2 separate regions of the Sus scrofa genome follow, and region 1 is linked to region 2. The links are chromatin contacts, called in public HiChIP or PLAC-seq maps. All regions are on one chromosome and are shown on one strand. The core of a region is the stretch at or near the end of the contact, and the rest is flanking DNA. Distances in the headings are between cores, read along the strand shown. Region 1 overlaps LOC106505748 (a long non-coding RNA gene). Region 2 holds the start of TBL1XR1 (F-box-like/WD repeat-containing protein TBL1XR1).

Evidence for each region. HiChIP or PLAC-seq counts read pairs in DNA pulled down with a chosen protein or histone mark.
Region 1: an H3K27ac HiChIP or PLAC-seq map of alveolar macrophages shows a contact between it and region 2. The contact joins the enhancer-like site here to the promoter of TBL1XR1 in region 2. A contact is called at or near these places in 11 of 47 Hi-C or Micro-C datasets (adipose tissue, alveolar macrophages, blood and 7 more) and 2 of 2 datasets of contacts at active chromatin or transcription factors (alveolar macrophages and skeletal muscle).

The regions. Positions count from the first base shown.
Region 1 is chr13:115,603,898-115,608,081 of Sscrofa11.1, reverse strand. All of the region lies in intron 1 of LOC106505748 (a long non-coding RNA gene), which reads right to left. Among named protein-coding and RNA genes, the nearest start is that of TBL1XR1, 120 kb to the right of the region's middle. Within about 2 kb of position 1,946, at least 33 of the 83 cell types and tissues checked have an H3K27ac peak or open chromatin away from gene starts, as enhancers often do. A contact at or near this core is called in adipose tissue, alveolar macrophages, embryonic fibroblasts and 5 more, where this site is marked.
Region 2 is chr13:115,485,149-115,489,658 of Sscrofa11.1, reverse strand. TBL1XR1 (F-box-like/WD repeat-containing protein TBL1XR1) reads left to right here and starts at 1,431. Exons shown (of 16, transcript XM_021071196.1): 1 at 1,431-1,711. LOC106505748 (a long non-coding RNA gene) reads right to left here and starts at 2,097. Exons shown (of 8, transcript XR_002338112.1): 1 at 1,990-2,097.

The sequences.
Region 1 (4,184 bases), core at 697-3,196, 120 kb before region 2:
GCTTATTGGTTACCAGGGAAAGCAGAGGCTGGGGCAGGTGGTAGGGGGCAAGTATGCAAGCAGTTACTGATTAAGCCCTACAATTAAGAGGATTCATGTGAGTGAAGCAGGGCCTGCTCAAGCAGGGGATGTACAGGGAGTAAGACATCTTGAATGGCCTGACCATACAGGGACCTTGAGTGGTCTTTGCCTCAGGAACCAATATCTTCACTGGACTCACTAATTTCTTCTCTCTTTGCTGCCCAATAATTATTCAAAAAAACAATTTTAAGGAATAGTACTACAGAAGATTTCCTTAAGGACGTATCATCTACTGATTTCTAAACAGCTCAGCGTGTACTTAGATCCATTGTTTTGCTCCCACGTTCAATATCCTGGAAACATGTTTTCTAATTTGTGAGTTGTTGTGCCTTTGGCTTGCACTGAGGAATATAATGAGACACAGCTGTATGAAATTCACTGTTATATCTGAGAGGATGGTATTAAGAACTTCTCTTTATGAGTAAAAGCTATGCTTCCCTTGAATTGATTTTTTTTAGTCTTATGAATATTCTGAACCTTATAACAGATCATCTGTCCCACTTTGCTAAGGCCACTTAGCAACTCAGCGCCAAAGTTAACACCATTCTCCAGACACTAAACGGAGATTTTTAATATTTGCTTCTGTGTACAAATTTGACCTGTCTTTATTATGTTACTATCAAAATAATTTTCCCTTTACTGTAATTGTTGCTAGTGCTTATTTTATATTTTTCTATCTTATATAGAGAGCCTTGTGGTGCGAGATGAGTAAAGAAAGTGAATTTGGTCCTATTTGCGATTTGGAGCCTATGCTAAATTCCAGCTTAGTTGTGGGGGGGGGTGGTTCTGGAAGACAAATATGATAGATACTCTCCAGCTGTCATGTCACTCAGTGCACAGGAAGCTCTGTGGGCAGCTGACCTTCCCAGCTGATCTCAGGCCTGTGGCATTCTTAGAGGTATCGTACAATGTCTTAGAGGCAAAAAGTGCTGGGTGTGTATAGCATGTGTGACAAAACTGCTCTCTCATTCAGGGCTTTGCTTAATGAGGAGCTGTGGAAACATGGAACCCATGGGAACAGTTTAGGAATTCACCTTGTGCTCACACTGGAAATTTACTAGGGCTAACTAGCTGAGTGACCTTGAGCATGGCACTTAACCTCTCTGGGCTTCCCATGTCTTCATCTGTGAAAATAAAAGGCCATTGGACCGTTGGATTAGATAATCTCTGAAGCCTCTTCTACCAAAATAAATCTGTGATGAATTCTTTATACAAATTAAAATAATTTCAAAAATTACACCAAGCATTTTTGAAATAAATGACTATGTCTAGAGAAAAAAAAAAAGCCAGTGGACAACCCACAAATAGTGAAGCAGGCTGCAGGCTAGGTGTAAAGGTATTCTGAAACCACTATGGTAAAATACAGCTTCTTTTCTTTCCTCTCTGAGCAACAGGAGGTCACAGTTCCACTCTACAGAGGTGAAAGGTTGTATGGACAGGATGTATTAATTTGAATCGGAATTTGGCTGGAGCACCTGGACAGTTAATCCATCTCTGGGCTTCAGGAATCTGATATTACTCTAAGAACACTGTTGCAGAATTCCCAGGGCATGCTTGACATGGGAATCAGCTAGCTTGATTGGTGGGCTATGGAGAGACTCTGGTCCACCAGACATATCCCCTGGGCAGGTTCCTAACTGCCCGGGTCTGCATGAACAGGGTAAAGCATCTTTCAACTGTCATCCAGGAGGACTGTGAGCCTGCCACGATGAGTCTTTGCTGGCAGTTCAGGAACCTTGTGCTGAAAATGCATTTTATGGTGAAATAAGGGATTAGCTAATCTTTTGGGCTAACGGAGGGCCAGCTACAAATGTTTCCTGTGTTTATTGTGAAACCCTGAGATGACAGAGAAGTTCCTCATTGCTCTCTGTGAATTTCCCTTCCCCCAAGACATCCATTGGTCACACAAGCCATTATCTGAAGCAAGCTGGTCAGAGCATGATGTTGTAATTTTTCTTGGTTCATACTCCTAAATTAAATCTTCTTAGAGAAGACAAAAAAAATTTCAAATCTTGTCCAAATCATGGAGGAATTTCCTAATTTTTCATTTATTGGCTAGTCTTATTTTTTGTTAAGAAATCATTCTTTGGATTCTCAAGGGCCAAAACAAGAAGAATTAAAAAGAAAAACAGAAACAAAACACCCTAGAAACTAGGCACTTAAGCAATAAGGATTCAGACACTTGCGGTTTGATATGACTATGCCCTGACAGAGAGTTCAGGCTGTCACCCATAAATTTCACATATGCAGATGAGACCAACGATCCACTTTGATGAATAAATGTTAATATGATTTTCTTTGACTCATACTGTATGCATTTAATATTCTCTTTAGCCTTACTTATAAGAGAGGTTTTTTCTTTTTTTTTTTTTCCCCAAGGATAAAGGTGTGGAAATTTCCCAACCACACTGTTCCACTTCACATTTTCTTCTTTCTCTTATTCTATTTTCACTGCAGGTCAAGCAAATGTGTATTATTCAGCAGCCTCTGGGAACCAAGGAAAAACTAACTAGCGACTACTATAGCAAGGCTTCTATCTGTAACCACGAGGACTCTCACATTCAAACATTACAACCAGTAAAAGTCTAGACCTAAAATATCTACCCTCTTAATAGTTGTGTCTTTTTATTATTATTTAAACATGGGCTATAAGCTTTCTGACATAAAAGACTGGATGGTCTACCTTTTGAGAAGTCCAGGGGAAAAATATGAAGATTTATTTGTATTTTCTTATAATGTGCATAAAAATATTAGAAAGATACACAAGAAACTACTTATTATCTGTAAAAAAAAAAAAAAGTAAATGACTGTCTTCCAATGATCAACTGCTGATTCTGCCCAATCTCTTTATTTCTTCAATAATAAATCCATTGTCATGCATTTAAAGACTGAACCATGCCAAAACTCAGCTGAAAACACTCACTCTCCCTTCCCAATAGCATAAGTTGTTTCTCATTAGTTTCATTAATGCCATGAAAATTCTAAAACGATACTAAATGAGAATAATATTTTAAATTTTATCACACTGCCAGCTGAGAAATCTCAAAGTACAATGTTAATATACTGACATTCACCACACAGCGAAACAAACACGGTATTTCAAAACTGAGAAAGTTAAAGCCTCCTAAGAGAAGACTGTGGCCACAGCTTCCTGAGTCCTGTTTACATATCTCCTTTGTTGAATTAGATTCCTCTCAGAACTCATCTCTCACCAGAGTTCATGTTTGAGTCCACTCTGGTCTGTGTCTTTGTGAGAGCACTTCAGTGGCCAAGCCACAAAACGGCTGAGCTGGTTAAAACACAAATCAAACCAGGAATTTCTGCCCTGCAGCTGGCTTGGGATGTAACAGTTAACTGAGAGCCAAAGGTCTCTGTAGACCCTCAAGACTAAAGGTTAAGAGGCGAGGTCTGAGTAGAACTGTTTAGAAGCTGCATACCACACAGCTAGAAATAAAGACTGAGCTATTTCCTGGAGAATTTGAATTATGTGTACAGCCAATCAGAAACAATAAGTGGATTTGTGTGCAGTGATAATAATTCCTCATACTTATAGATAGATTAAGAGTTTACACAGCATTTCCTATATATTTTCTCTCATGGAGCCTCAAAACAGCTCTGTGCAGCAAAAAAGGCTATTACTCGAAATGCTGTTTTAGAGATAAGAGCTCTAAGCCTTAGGGCATGAAATAGTTTGTCCCTTTGAACCAGATATGAGTGGCAATGGTGAGATGGGACTCACACTTAGGTTTTCTGAGGATACTTTCCACTCAGGCTGCCTCAGGTCCTCAAATCCAGTCACTTAGTTAACTTAGTCAACTTCCCATTTGACAAACGTGAAAGTCCTATTAATCTAACCCTGAACTTCTACTAGGCTCTTTGCCTTGTACTGAAACACAAAAGACAAATTCCCACCATTAAGTAAGTTGTAACAATGATGAAATTCTGTGTCTCTCCCCCTCCTGCCTGTGTCCTCATTTCATCTTTTCTTCATTTGCTTTGGTAACTCAGGTTGTATAAGAAATTAGAGGAAGGTTGAAACTAGGTATATGGTGACCAAGGAGGGGAGAGTGGAATCCAGCCCCTTATTTCTAGGCTTTTGAGTG
Region 2 (4,510 bases), core at 182-2,681:
AAAAAGACTATTGCTTTAAAATAATGACTACACCAATTTCCAAATATTGTGATTAAAGTACGAAAACAGAACACCTCACCTAAAAAGGCTGTGAAAATGTTATTTTACTTTAAAGACAGGAATAACCGAAAGTAACAATAAAAAGGTTTCTTCTAGGCCTAATCTTAAGAGTAAGCTGCTTGTTATACACTAGGCTCATACAAAGGTCTTAGAAGACCCCAAGCCCTGATTTTGAGGACTTTAGAAAGATAAACGCATTTGTTTAAAAAAAAAAATGTGGCTTGCTTCCCTTTTTTTAAATAACCCCTTGCATTCCCTTTCTCATATTGTCACATCATCACTCATCTAAGTTACACTGTATAAACCGCCTTGATATGCTACACACATGCAAAAGTACACAAAGTGGATAAACTTGTACTGCCGATGCTGCCTTAGAAGTATGTATTTAGTAAACATTTAGTTACATTATTTTATTTTTGTGAAAAGCGAATTGATCGACCAAACCTTTCAAACAGACCCACCAGACGATAAATACCACCATATGTTTAATTCACTGTACATTTGGGCATAAACACTTCAATTACAGCTTTGTGTTTAGTATCAAAACCCTTTTCTTGTGTGCGTGTTTTCTGTACAGTTCCTGTGCTCTGGATTACATTTTGAGAATCGCTTATTACAGATAAAGCACCTTTCCAGGTACGCTTCCGAGAAACATATGTATTTATGCACACAAAGGTGCGTGCAGATCTTCTCACAAACACATGTCCATATGATGCCTGCGCCGTACTCTCCGCACACGCTCCCTGCGTGCGTTATGGCCCACCTGCCGCACCGCGCCGTCCGGGTGCCCGGGGGCCACGCCGGCCTACCCAGGAAAGTTTACCAGCAATGCCCCCCTCGCGACGGCGCGAGCATCCCCGCCCCCACAGGGCCTTGAGCCGCGCGGCCAACACCCAGGCCTCTCCGCACCCGGCCGCGCGCCGCGGTGGGGGCGGGGCGGTCCGGGCCCGGTGGCGCCTCGGGGCGCCTGCGGGTCTTTCTTTCTTTTTAAAAGGCTGCGCCGAACCCGCCCAGCCCCCCCAGCGCCACCGCCCCGGGCGGGCGGGGAGAGGAGCGGGGCCAGCAGAGGCCCCCCTAGCCGCGCCGCCACCGCCTCCCCGCGTCCGCGGCGCCCCTCCCCCGCCGGCCCCTCCCCGCGCGCCCGCCCGGCGCAGGCCGCTCGGGTTTGTTTTGCTGCGCGGCCGCCGCCGCCGCCGCCGCCGCCGCCGCCGCGGGCCTCGCGAGCTCATTTGTGCCTGGCTGGTCCCCATTCCTCTCTCCCCAGTGTTGAGTGTCTGAGCCGTTGGCTGCTCCGAACCGTTTGGCTCTTTCCCTTAGTAACAGCTTTTACCTTCTGCCTCAATTCCTCTCCCCGCTCGCGCCCTTCCCCCGCGCGCCGCCTCCCCCCGCCGCCGGCCGCGTGCGCCCCCGCCCCTCCCCCCGCGGCGGGAGCACCTCCGCTCGCCACCTGGGGACCCGCGCCGCGCTCCCCGCCCCCGCCCGCCCGGCGCCCATCCCCCGCGCCCTCCGCTTGCCGGGGTTATAATTGCCTCTCACCCCCCGGAGGGGTTATTTTGGGGGTGGTTGGAGGCGGCGGCGGCGGCGACGAGGGGAATTTCCTTGTGCCTCCATTCCCGGGAGGGGGGAGCGCGTCGGAGGCCACCGTTTCCAGGTAAGCGCCGGGGGCCGGACCCCGGGGTGGGGGCTGCGGGCCGGGGCGGGGGGCGCGGGCGGAGGTAGTTCGGGGGCGCCGGCCGGCGGGGGGATGGGCTCAAGTGGAACGTGCATTTTCAACTTGGCCCTTCGGGGAGCTGGGGGTTTGGTGGGGGAGGGAGAGAAAGGAAAGGCATTTAGGGTGCCCCATCCCCCCTTTTAGCTCTCTCAGGCTTCTTTGAAATGCTCACGTGCCTGCCCACCCCCTACCCTTTCCTGGTCCCGGGGGATCCTCACCCTTATTATGCTGTTGTCCCCGAAAATGTGCACCTCGGCCTTCTCCCCATCTTCCACCCTTCATCCGTTTACACCCCCTTTGTGTGTGAGTGTGTGTGTGTGTGTGTGTGTGTGTGTGTGTGTGTTGTATAGGGGGAGGCTTTCAGGAAGGAATGTGCAGCAAATTGAATCAAGGAGCCATCATGAGGCCGACTCCTTTATAGCCTATTTTTAGCAGGGGAGAGGGATCTCTACTGTGCGTGTTATTTTGTTAAACCTTAGGCAGCAATGGAAATCCGCTCCCCTCCCCCGGCGCGGCCCGGGCCCAGGCGCGGCGACCCCGGCCGGCGTGCGGGGGGCTGCGGGTGGCTGTTAGGGCCGTGCGTCCCGGGCGGGGGCGCGGGCGGGGGAGGGGCGCGCGGCGGCGGGGCCGCACTCCTGGACGTGTTTGTTTGTAACTTAGTGCTTTTTATCGTCTGGAGAAGATATTTGATAGAGCCACTTTGAAGTTGGGTTCAGAAGTGTAGAATTGGCAAAGTTATTGCCAGCTTCCTGGTAAGTTTTGGGTGGCTCAGAGTCACATTATTTTCTGACAGTGTAAAGGCCACGTTGTGAGGGTGGTTTCTTGGTAACTTCCTCTTTGCAACCGATGTCATTTTTTGAACAGAAACAGACTTTTATTTAAGTGAAATATTAATCTGAAATGGCAGTTCAAGGGAAGCCATGCATGTGTTAACGTGTTCAGTATTTTTGGAAGTTCCTAATTTGCTCAAACAGGCATCACTTTGCAGTGGCAACCGAGAATAAATTTAGGTTTGTGAAAATGGTGTTTCACGTGAAATTTTGGTTGTAATGGCTCTTAAAAAACCCTCCCGTTTTTAGGTTATCTAATAACATTGTCGAAAATAATTTGGTGATTAAAATTTACAAAAGTGTTGGAACCTAGTTTAAAACTTGCTCTTTCTCAGTGTCCGGAGTTTACTTAAAACCGTGTACTGTGCAGGCACCAAGGTGAAGAGTTTTAGTACATATGTGATTTTACAGTTGACTGAGGGAAGTTGACTATTGGCTTTCTTGTTTTCCAAACAAGACCCTTATGCTAATCTAAACAAGCTTGTTAATAAAATATGGTGGGTGAAATGATGGGTTATTTTTAGTCGGAATGGTTTGATTTCCCCTCCCCCATATAATCACCCCCCCTTCCCCCGTTTTTCTTAAAGACTCCTTTATCGGATATAAGGCCCTGGTGGTGTTTTCATTTACTTACCTAAAGAAATTGTAATATATATCTTGGTTACACATTGGAAGTACAATGGGTGACTTTTTTGTTTTCCCAATGTGGTTTATTTTCATTTTTGTTAAATAAGATCCATGTTGCTTGGTGTATTTTTGTAATCTTGACTTACTGGGACTGTATGTTCTCACCATTTATAACAAGTTTATAGTCTAGGGAAATAGGGCAGCTTTGTCTCCATGAAAACAGTGTGTAGGGTTGTATCGTGGGAGTTCATGGCAAGCAAGTTTCGGAAATTATCATTGAGCACGTTCTAGAAATAGTTAGCATTTACCTGTGGAGGAGGGGCAGCAGAAGGAGAATAGGCCTGAGAGTGGTTAGGCTCGTGATTCCTGTTTATACTTTTTGCTCTTAAATCAGGTTTTTCTGCTTCTTTGGAATATGATGTTTTGTCCATTTCTGCTGTCATGTACTGTGTGATATATGTAATCATAACCATTAAGTCCATACATAGATAATTACTATTTTTTGCCATTTGAGTAGTTAAAATCAGACCTAGAGGACAAAATACTAAGCTGTGTGGGGGATGAAAATAGTATGCACATTGAAAAAAGTTTTTTTTTTTTTTTATTGTTAAGGAACTTAATTAAGGGACTTACTAATGGCATAAAAATTGTTTCATAGCTCATCACCAGTTTATGATTTTTCTTCCAGCATATATCAACTTTGGTTATTAATATGGGAGACACCCTTGGTAAATGGAATGGCCCCTTTTGAAGGTTGTATTTTTTAATTGGTTGCTTCAAAGAAGTGTTAAATATTTAATAACTTTTACGTATTCTCAACATCTCAATATCAAATTAAGATTTGTCATGATTACTGTGATACATTCCTACCAAGAGATCACTGCTTCCTCTGTACTGGGGGCCTATCAAGCAGATGGGGTAGAAGCTTAACACACAGGGGTTACTGGTAAATAGAAATATGACTGATGGACCTTTTGAATGGCAACCTGTTGAATGAATAATCGGTTTTTATATGGCAGTGAAATATAAGTACCACTTTATCAAATAAGTAGCTGACAGGACTCCTCCTCCAATTTACTCCAGCAATTATTACTACAAAGAATTTTTGACTTGATGCATTTTGATGAAGTTAGTATAAATAATTTGTTGGGTTTGTTCAGTTTCTGTGTTATTTATATAAAAAGAATTGAGAAGAATGTGACTAGTAAGGAAGTCAGAGGAGAGGACGGCAAAAATATTGGCACTGTCTGGGACTTTGTATTTTTCTAGTACATAGAATTTG